Regions from separate parts of the Mus musculus genome. Here region 2 is linked to region 1. A link is a contact called in public Hi-C data. All regions are on one chromosome and are shown on one strand. Each heading gives the region's core, a stretch centred on a gene start, on an enhancer-like site or on the middle of the called end of the contact. The rest is flanking DNA. Distances are from core to core; before and after follow the strand shown.

Evidence for each region. A called contact is a pair of places that touch in the nucleus more often than the background predicts.
Region 2: a Hi-C map of CD8 T cells shows a contact between it and region 1, with 1.5 times the contacts expected there. The contact joins the promoter of Glp1r here to the enhancer-like site in region 1. A contact is called at or near these places in 2 of 39 promoter capture datasets (HPC-7-derived erythroid cells and liver), 7 of 484 Hi-C or Micro-C datasets (CD8 T cells, embryonic stem cells, nephron progenitors and 1 more), 5 of 115 datasets of contacts at active chromatin or transcription factors (the SCID.adh cell line, embryonic hindbrain, embryonic stem cells and 1 more) and 3 of 9 other capture datasets (adipose tissue, liver and pancreatic islet).

What each region holds. Positions count from the first base shown.
Region 1 is chr17:30,840,863-30,845,752 of GRCm38.p6, reverse strand. The region is part of intron 88 of Dnah8 (dynein, axonemal, heavy chain 8); the gene reads right to left. Among named protein-coding and RNA genes, the nearest start is that of Gm41561, 15 kb to the left of the region's middle. Within about 2 kb of position 3,477, at least 31 of the 459 cell types and tissues checked have an H3K27ac peak or open chromatin away from gene starts, as enhancers often do. A contact at or near this core is called in CD8 T cells and the SCID.adh cell line, where this site is marked.
Region 2 is chr17:30,899,930-30,904,825 of GRCm38.p6, reverse strand. It overlaps Glp1r (glucagon-like peptide 1 receptor), which reads right to left and starts at 2,959. Exons shown (of 13, transcript NM_021332.2): 1 at 2,872-2,959. The coding sequence starts at 2,949.

The DNA.
Region 1 (4,890 bases), core at 2,228-4,727:
CCGCCGTAATTTGGCGGTTCAGGGAACTGGGAGTCACAAATAGCAAAAAAAAAAAAAAAAAAAAAAAAAAAAAAAAAAAATGCAAAACAACTGAAAGATAGCAAGCACAGCCTATAAAATAAACAATCAGCCACCTAATGAGGGATCAGCACACAGCTATTTCCAGATCAGCACATGAAATATCAATGAGCATAATTTAAAAAAAATTCCAAAACTCAAAAATTGCCAGTTAATTCTAAGAGGAACGTGTTTATATTTGCCCTGCATAGAAATGAGTTGAAACACGGTAACAAGGCATTTGATAAATTTTGGAAGGTAGAAAAATATGCATAACCCGCTAATGAGAAAAAGAGACAAAATAAATAACTGCTTTTGACACCGAGATAGAGGAATTTGCGGAGTCTTTGGTACCTTATAAATCTAGATAATAAAATGTGAATACACTGTACATTTTTATAGCCTCTGTCACCGAGATAGCCAGCCTCGTGGGAGAGATTTTACTTATTTTAAAGCATTTAATTCGGTGTGATCTCCCTCCACCACCACCTTCAGAGGCTCTGCATTTTGAAACAAAGATCAAAGAGGGAGAAGGCCCGTGATTCCCTTCTACAGATTTCTCTCCTTTGAGATTTATGGACGTGAACTTCAGAAGGCAGGTCCTCATAAACAGGGGACAATTCTTCACCATGGCCCATGACACCCATGGGACTATGTAGGAGCAAGATTGCTGTTGAATGGCATAGTGAGTCCTCTGACTGGGAACATTCACACCGACTAAGCTGCTGCTTTGTAGAGTCCTTGTCTTGTGGCTTTGACTTTTGCCTCAACTCCCCTCCTTCTGCCCACCCCCCCCCCCACACACACACACACCCCATGAGGCTCTATGTTTCCCTTGGGAGCGGGAACACTTTCACTCTTAAATCCTATGTTGTCCCAACCTCCCAGGTCAGATGTGGCAGGGGCGTGTTGGATTACGCCATTTTTTACATAGCCCCTGAAGAACTGAGACTTGCTGGGGTAAGAGGGGGGGGGGGGTAGTTTGTAGCTAGAAAATGTGTCCCTTATTGCTTACTGCCTCCTGGTGGCCATCAGGGAACAACAAGAGAGCAGGAGGCAGGAGCCTCTGGAAAAGAAAACCTAACGATTTTTAAAGCAAGATCATTTGGGGGGTAGGATTCTAGTCGCCAGATACTTCAGGGCCCAGAGGGAAAGAAGAATTAAACCCCCAAAACAAAACTCACCCGGGGACTGGTAACTTTCCAAACACAGCTGCGGGATACAGCTGGCCAGTCGCCTGGTGAGGCAGGAACTGGAAACAAGAGTATGAAGTGCAGGCAAGAGGAGACTCAGCAATGGGGGAACCCCAAGCAGAAACCAAGTGGGAAGATGGGAACTCAGCCAGATCCGAGGAGCTAAGTGAACAAGCCCCGGGGCCGACAGGCATCACCAGCCGAAAGAGTTCTCCATCAGTGGAAGAGACCCAGGGCTCTGAGCAAAGCTCTTGGCACAGTTTTTGGAAGGTGCCAGCTTAGGCTTCCTAGAGAGAGCCTGCCGGATGTCTTCCAGAACCCTCTCTCTGCCATCCTTGAGCAGCAATGAATGAACATAAGCTATAGAAGAAAGTTGTAGGCCTTGGCAATATGCTCAATGCATCCTGTCAGATCTGGTTTATGACGTGGCCTGCCACTTTGTCCCACCTATCACCATCCCTGATTTAGGTCAGTATCCACACAGTAGATCCCTGGATCTACCCACCAGGTCTGGGTCTCTAACATGTTTTAAGACTCTAGACAAGGTTGCTGTATTGGGGCTGCTCTAGATAAGGTTGCTCTATTGAGGATGCTCTAGATAGGGTTGCTCTACTGAGGATGCTCTAGATAAGGTTAGAGAGGTGGCAATAGATTCCATTGTGCTCTAAGTGCCCTGGAAACCATCAAAGAAGAGAAGAGGTAGCAGTAGGGGAGTATCAAGGAGGCCATGGATCCATTTGGAAGCTTGAGTTACCTGAGAGAATTCATATAGGAAAATTAGTCTGGTGCTTTGCCACCGTGTGCTTTGCCCATCAGTGACTAAGGATGTGCTGAGCTGGGTCTCATTAAAGAGGACCCCTGACTTGTCTGGCATTCACCTGTGTTGATGTCTGTGGCCCCTATGGTTTCTCTCGGATGCAGCGACTCATGGTAGCAACGTGGCTGTCCACAGATGCCTGAAAGATTATTTTGACTAGAACATTCCTTTTGGAGAGAGGCCAAATGGCAAGCAACACTTCTACCTTCAAAAGCAGAGGCAAAACCAAAGAAGGAAACAGGACACAAATCCTGCAACATAGGTCACAGATAAAAGATGGGAATCGTGTGTGTGTGTGTGTGTGTGTGTGTGTGTGTGTATACACACACACACACACACACACATATATATATGTATACTTAAAAGGGGACTCAAATTGCTATTGGAGAAGAGTGGACAAGTCTATGTCGATAACACTTAGGTATAGAAAAACTCAAAGTAAGAAAGACTATCTTCACGGGTTTCATTTCTGTTGCTATGATAAAACAAACACCCTGGCCAGAAGCCACTTAAGGGAGGAAAGGGCTTGCAATCCCAGAACGTAGTCCATCACTGGCTGGAACATGGTGGTACATGGCTGTAATCCCAACCCTCAGGAGATGGAGGTAAAAGGACCCCGTAATTTGTAAGCCTACAGAGCAAGTTCAGGCTCAGCCAGAAATGAATGAAGCCCTGCCTAAAAAAATCGTTTTCCCAATACTGGGGATTGAACCCAGAAATTTGTGCATGCTAGGAAGGTATTTATCAGATACCTATCCAGCCTCTCCAGCCGCACAGCAACATCTTTTATTACATAGTTAATAATTGCACAGAGTTCTGTCTGCTGCTTTTCTTCCTACCCAGGGGAAACCATCACATTCTATGCATCAGTCCCGCTGGTCAGACTCATTAGAGTCTGGGAGGACTTAGCATTGCTGATTCAGCCAACAAAGTCTCCTGGGCACCAAGGTACAGCAGTGAGATCGGATACAGGTTCTGGATGCAATGGAGTTTACATTTTAACTGGTGGCTGATCAATAAAAGCAAGTAAATAATAAAAGCAGAGTGTGTCTGTGGCAGATACAAGAAAAGTTACGTCACGGGGTTAGGGTTTGAGGTGAGGCTTGAAACAGATCAACATCTGTACTTAGGGTGAGTGACCCCTAAGCAAGGGCTGGAAGAGGTAAGAAAGAAACCACAGTGGTATTTCAGGGTCAGGGCATGTTCCAGGAAGTGCAATCGCGGAGTCCTGTGGTCTAAGTAATAGGAAGATATGGAGAGCTAGCTGGAGGGAGGGATGTGAGAGGGGAGGATGGAGGCAGGACTGGAGGTCTGGATTATATGTATGTAGGATACCTTTGACCTTGACTCGAGGTAATGCAAGGACCTCGGGAGGCTTCTGATCAGAGGAACTATGGAGTCTAACCCACATTTTAACAGCCTTAACTCAAGCGAAACCACTTCCTCCTGCCCTCCCCAAACTGTTTGTTCTCAAGATGATCCCCAGTGCATTTTTAAAAAATTATTGTTTCACCCCCTAATTGTGCATTTCAGCTCACTGAATGGAGCCTCTCAAAGCAGTGGCCCGGAGGCGACAGCGAAGAGCTACCGTGTGTTCCGTCCCAGGGTCTGTAAGGAGCACGAACCACTTGAGGCTTGGGATGGCCTCTCTCCAAGTGAAAAGTGCTGTGGGCCGGATTAGAGGACACAGAGGAGAGGAACCCAGTGTAATCACAAAGTCTCGTGTCACACGCAGGACATGCTTTGTCTGGGTCAGAAGACCAAATACGCTTGTCCATAAGAACAGACCAGAGTACTAGAACTGGGCAGTACCCACCCATGCTTGATGATAGAGTTATTAAAATTATAGCCATGGCTGAAGGGCTGGGAGAGAGACAGACATGCCCCTCCTCCTAGCTAGGTATGGACGGCAAAGGTGACACCTTGCAGTGGAGCGACTCAGCTGTGGCTAACTGAGTTGGCAGTTGGAAAGGGGTGATCCTTTTTAGCGGAGGGTTCTCCAAAGATAAACTTCATCTGGAAGGTGGCTACATGGAGAGCTAAGGATTGGTGGGTGTTTCTGTGCCTTTGTGGGATCGGGGACCTCACATGGTGCTGAGGGGTACATGACCATGAGGGACTCATGGCTATAAGGTTGTAGGCAAGCAAGCACGGGAAGAGATGATCCATTGTAAGAGACAGGACTCTGACCATATGTGCTCTGCCCTTGCAGACCTTGCTTATGCTATAGATCACACATTATAATAGATATCTAGATGTTCTTAATTATGTGTGCACATGGGTGGGTGTGTACACATGAGTGCACCTGCCCAAGGAGGCCAGAAGAGGGCGTCAGATCCCCTGCAGCTGGAGTTAAAGGTGGTTGTGAGCCACAGGCATGGGTGCTGCGAACTGAACCTGGGTCCTCTACAAGAGCAGCACGTGCTCTTAACCACTGAGTCATCTCTCTGCTCCCAAGGGTCGTAATTTTAATGGATACTTGGAGAAAGAGATGAGGAGCCAGAATATGACCATCAATGGAGAACATCAATTAATGTAAAAACATAACTGGTTTTATGACAGGACAGAGAAGTAATCAAGGCATAAATTACAGCCTTTGTGTTGTCATAAATGCCAGGCCCTGGGGATTTAGTGAGTGGAGGGCCGGCCGAGTTGTCACGGAGTTGTAATTGGGAGACAGGAAGGAACACTCTTTTTCACAGGAAAATAAAAAGAAAGGAAAGGAGAGAGATTAGGGGAGAAAATGAAATGCATAGTCTTTGCCAGGCTTGAGTTACAAATGACACCTTCAAATTAAAAAAAAAAAAAAAGGAAAGAAAGAAA
Region 2 (4,896 bases), core at 1,710-4,209, 60 kb before region 1:
CACATATAAACACTGCCACAAGCACTGTACTTTTCCCCTACAAGGTTACATACCAGGAGATTCCCATTCACCCACCGGGCTGTTATATACAATCCCATACCTTCCCAAAAGCACAGTATAACAGGTAGGATATCAAGGCACACACACACACATGCAAGTACACACAAGCGCACGAACTGTTGGACGTGTGATTATATGCTAATACATTGCTGCATACATGGTGACACCGATCCACTGTGACACAAAGGGTCCCAAACAAACACAAAAAGAAATGGAGCCTCTTATATCTTGGACACCTATCTCCAATCTATCTCATATGCATCTCTGTGTAACACACACACACACACACACAACACACACACACACACACACACACACACACACACACACACACACACAAGAATTTGCCGAGGACAGGTGCACCAGACACTAGAAGACAGGATGTGGTTTCTTGGCTGCTCCTGGACAGCCCTATGCTGGGTCTGTGTCTGGAAGGAAGCCCAGCTAGGGACAAAGTCTACCCAGACCAAGCCGAAGCCTCAGCCCCCACTGCCCTTTGTTGGAGTACAGAGGCCAGGGGCTTGCAACAATCCTGCACCAGGCTGTACTCTGCAGCCTGGGGACACACCAGGTTCCAAAGGACATTTCTCCCAGAGGCCTCAAGCTGCCATTTCAGAAATGGGTCCCCTTAGGGACCCTCCATCCCTCCATGTCAGACCCTATGATCCCTGTTTTACTGATAGAGAAACTGGGTTTAGGATCATCGAGGGTCCTGCTAAAGAGTTCCAGCAAAGATCAGACCTGACCTCAGAACCCAGTTCCACCCGGTTGGAACGTCAAGTGTCAAATGCTTGCTTAGCTTCTCAGTAGCCCAGCTCCCTCATAGAGGGTCTATGGGTAGAAGGGAACAGGGTGAGAGGAGTGGTCCTTCCCAGAAAGCACACTGGAACAGCCTAGGTCACGTTTGGCACAAGTTAGCTCAACCATCCCTTAATTTGCAGGGAAGCAACTTCTGCCCTCACCAGACCTGCTCCCTTGGCCTTCATGCCCACCGGGCAGGAGGAAGGCATGGGCCAAGAGCTGGGGTCCCACTCTCTTTGCTCCCCCATCCCTAAGCTGCTGTACCCTACCACCTAGGGAACCCTGTTTCTGAGTACTCACCCTACCACGAATGACAGGAAGGTGATCTCACAGACAGAAAGTAAAATACAAAATTTATTCTTGAGTCTTTCCAGGGTCCATGCGGTTGTGCTGTAATTATTGCAATCTAACGTTAAAGCTGCCTGTCACACACACACACACACACACACACACACACACACACACACACACCTCTGCAGGCGGCTACCGGAGACATTAGTACTCGCCATAACAAGGGCACCCCATCAAAGCTCCAGTGTGTCTCTTCAGCACCTGCATTTCTGCTCTTATGAACCAGGGCTGGAGTAAGGGTCAAGATGCTTGACATTAGAGGAGGGAGTCTTGCAGGGAGAAGAAAGGAAGGCCTCAAGCTTGGCTCTGTCCCCTCACTCTCAACCTAATCTGCAAATGTGACCCACAGCAGCCTAGGACCAGAAGGCTCAAATCCCCACCATCCTGCCTCACAAGAAGGAACTGAGCAGCGAATCTGCGGTTGTGGCTGGAAAGATCCCAATGTCACCAGGAAAGCCATGGCCTGCAGGGGAACAGAGAGGCAGTGCCAGAGACTGGGAAGGTATCTCTTGGGGACAGTTGGCCCTGGAGAACAGGGAGAGGATTAATCTGGGAAAGGGTTTGGGAGCTGAGACAGTGCACTTCCTGGGGAGGCACCTCTGTCCACAACTCGGTTCTCAGCCAGGGCTGAGGTCTGTGCCCTCCTATGTCAGACCAAGCTCAAACGGATGCAGGCCCACTCCCCAACGGTTAAGCCCTTTAGCTCTGGAGGTGGACACAAGACATGATGTGTAAAGTACTCCCTTCTATAGGAACACTGCCCAGCCTTGGGCCTCTTCTATGCAAGGGTATCCTGGCACATTTGAACAACCGCCCTCCATACAAGCAGCTGGCCATCATGGCCAGGGCAGGAGCCTGGGGCAGGATTCACAGGCAGGTCAGAGAGAGTCAGAGAAGAGCCCACAAGAGTCCAGCTGCGACCTAGTCTTTGGCGACACCAAGGAGGTTGGATGTTCCGGTGACCCTCGGTATTCTTTCTGGTGGGTTATTAATCCAAGGGGGTCTAGGATGGGTATTAGCCGAGTGTATGAGAGGGCCTGGCTGATCCAGAAGAAACAGGGAACCTGCTGCATGTTTGCTGCAGAGGCTGGGGTGGAGGTGGCAAGTCAGTGCCACCTGGGAGGTCATCAGGAAGGACAACAGGCTGCAGGGTCCCTGGGGCTATGAGTCAAAGACTGTGATGAGGTGATGGGAGGAAGCTGCATTTCTACAACCAGGCCCCTTCGGTCCTCTAGAGCTTCCTGGGTACCCCATACACAAGGAAGCCCAGGAGGAGTGCAGGGGAAGGCACCGCAGGGGTTCTGAGTACAGAGGGAAGGCAGAGTGCCAGTGGGTTTGGAAAAGGAGTTGGGAAAGTAATAAGGGACAAAGACGGGTCGCAGAAGTCAGAGCAGGGCAACCCTGGGGCAGCTGGTGCCCTGACAGAGCAGCTGGAGCCGAGAAGTGAGGCAGCTCTTCAGGATGAGGGTAGTCACCTCATGTCCAATCCCCACCTGGACTCCTCAACTCCTCTGTCTCTTCCTCGCCTGAGCCTTGCACTTCCCCTGTCTGGGGTCCCGGAGTTTCTGCTCAAGTCCAGGAGCCCCTCCGCTAGCTCTTGTGCCCGCAGAACACCGCAGCGTCCCCCTCCCATTTGTCACCGGGGTTCCCAGGGCTCACCTGAGGGCGGGGGCCGGCCCTGCCCACCGCCCCGAGCAGCAGGAGCGCCAGGCGCAGGAGGCTTGGGGTGCTGGCCATGGCTGGGCGCTCAGGACTGGGTCATAGCTGCCACCTGCGGAACCGCGCGCCGCGACTGATCCCTGCCGGGCTGCGGGGGGAGGAGCTGGCGTGGGGCCGCCCCGCCCGTCCGCAGGAGGGATCGGGCGGGGTCCCTGTCCTCTTCCGCCTGGGTTTCAGGAGGCCCGGGGCCAGACCGGCCTCCAGCGTCCCGGGCCAGGAGATGTTCGGCGCTGTGCTCCCCGCGGGCTCCACTCAGGTTTAAGAGCCGCAGGAGCGGAGCTTCTAGCTCTGAGCGCCTGTGGTGCCTGCGCCTGGCCAGCTCGCTGCGACCAGTGGAGCCCGCCTCCCACCCCCGCACCCCGATCTCCTCCTGGCTCCCCCTCAACTAAGGAAAGCCACGCCCCCACCGAGTCAGTGCTTCCAAAAGGAAACTGAGGCCAGGAAAGGTGTAGGATTGGTACAAGGTCATAGTGTTGGTCAGACTTCTGGAAAGTATCCCACAAGCTGCTAGTTACTAGGGAAGAAAGATCGGACTAGTTGGGTGCCACCTACTTCCCCAATCCTCTCCTCATCCCAAGCCCAGCCTTCTGGGCCTGCACAGCAGTCAAGGTGGTAGGGATCAGGACAAGAGATCCCAGAAGAGTCCTTAGGGTCCTTTCTATCTAAAACTTTAGAAATTGCAGGGTGAAGAGGGTTGAGGCTGGATTCTGTTTTTCTAGAACTTTCCAAATGTTCCCTGTCCACCCCTTGCTGTCCCTGGGCCTGCTACAATGTGTGCCCTGACTAGCTTACCCTATGCACTTCAGTCTGTCTTCCTACACCACACCTTTGCCCTTGGCTGCAGTACAGGTCGGGAGAGCTCCAGACTCCTACCTCTTCTGTGAGTTAATAAGTGGGACAGGCAAGCCGAGGTGTACCACTAACCTCTTGAGGAAGGCAAGAGGATGCACCCCCCCCCCACCATGAACTAGTATAAGGAAGTTGGGTGTGGCTCTACTCAGCCCTGGACCTGCCTAGGGCTAGTCTGGACCATTCTGGAAGAGAAGAGAGATTGGATGCATAGCTGCAACTCTTAGAGATTACAGAACTTCCCAAAGTCCTGCAGGAAGTGGGTCTATACATCCAGTGCTCAATCCCGCGGAGGGAGACAGCCAAGAGAGGTGCGGAGCGCGCTCCACTCAGAGAGAGAAGCTCCCTTCTGGTGAGCTCTGCCTTTGAGTCCCTTGTTTTAGCCCCAGCCTGAGGTCAAGCAGGTTCCCCCTGTGTGCCACACAGGCTTGGCTGTTTAGCTGTCAGGACCATCCATCCAAATAAATGATCTAACTAGGGCTTTTACGGAAAGCAAAGCTGGAACTTCAGCCCAGGTTGGAGTGAGTAGCCATTCTCTGCTCATCAAGGTCTCCAGATCTTTTCGCTTTTCTGGTACCAGCATCTACCTAAATGACCCGAAGTGGCTCGCTTTAGAACCAATCAGGACATCAAAAGTCCAGCTGCAGGGAAGGACCAGCTGATTGCCCAGAGGGACCTGTCCTGAAGACAGCAATCATCAATTCCCCACCTGCTCATCAGAATTTAGTCACATGGCCATCCCTAGTTTCAAGAGAGGCTGGAAAAGGTACTTTTTATTTTGGGCTGTCACAGGCACAGTTAAGCAATGTACCTTTCGTTATTCTGCTTTTTATAGCTAATAACACCACTCCACAGACTGAGCACTGTGTTTTGTTGTGTTAGACAAGCTCTCTCTACGTAGCCCTGGCTATTCTAGGACTCACTCTGTAGATCAGGCTGGTCTTGAACTCACAGAGATCCACCTGCCTCTGCCTCCCAAGTACTGGAATTAAAGGTGTGCGCCACCACTGTCCAGCAAGTCTAAGAACATTTTGAAGAAAATTTTACTTGGGCTCCTGATTCTGATGTAAAGGTAAAGAACTACAGTCAGAAGCATCCTTCACAGACTTCTGGAGT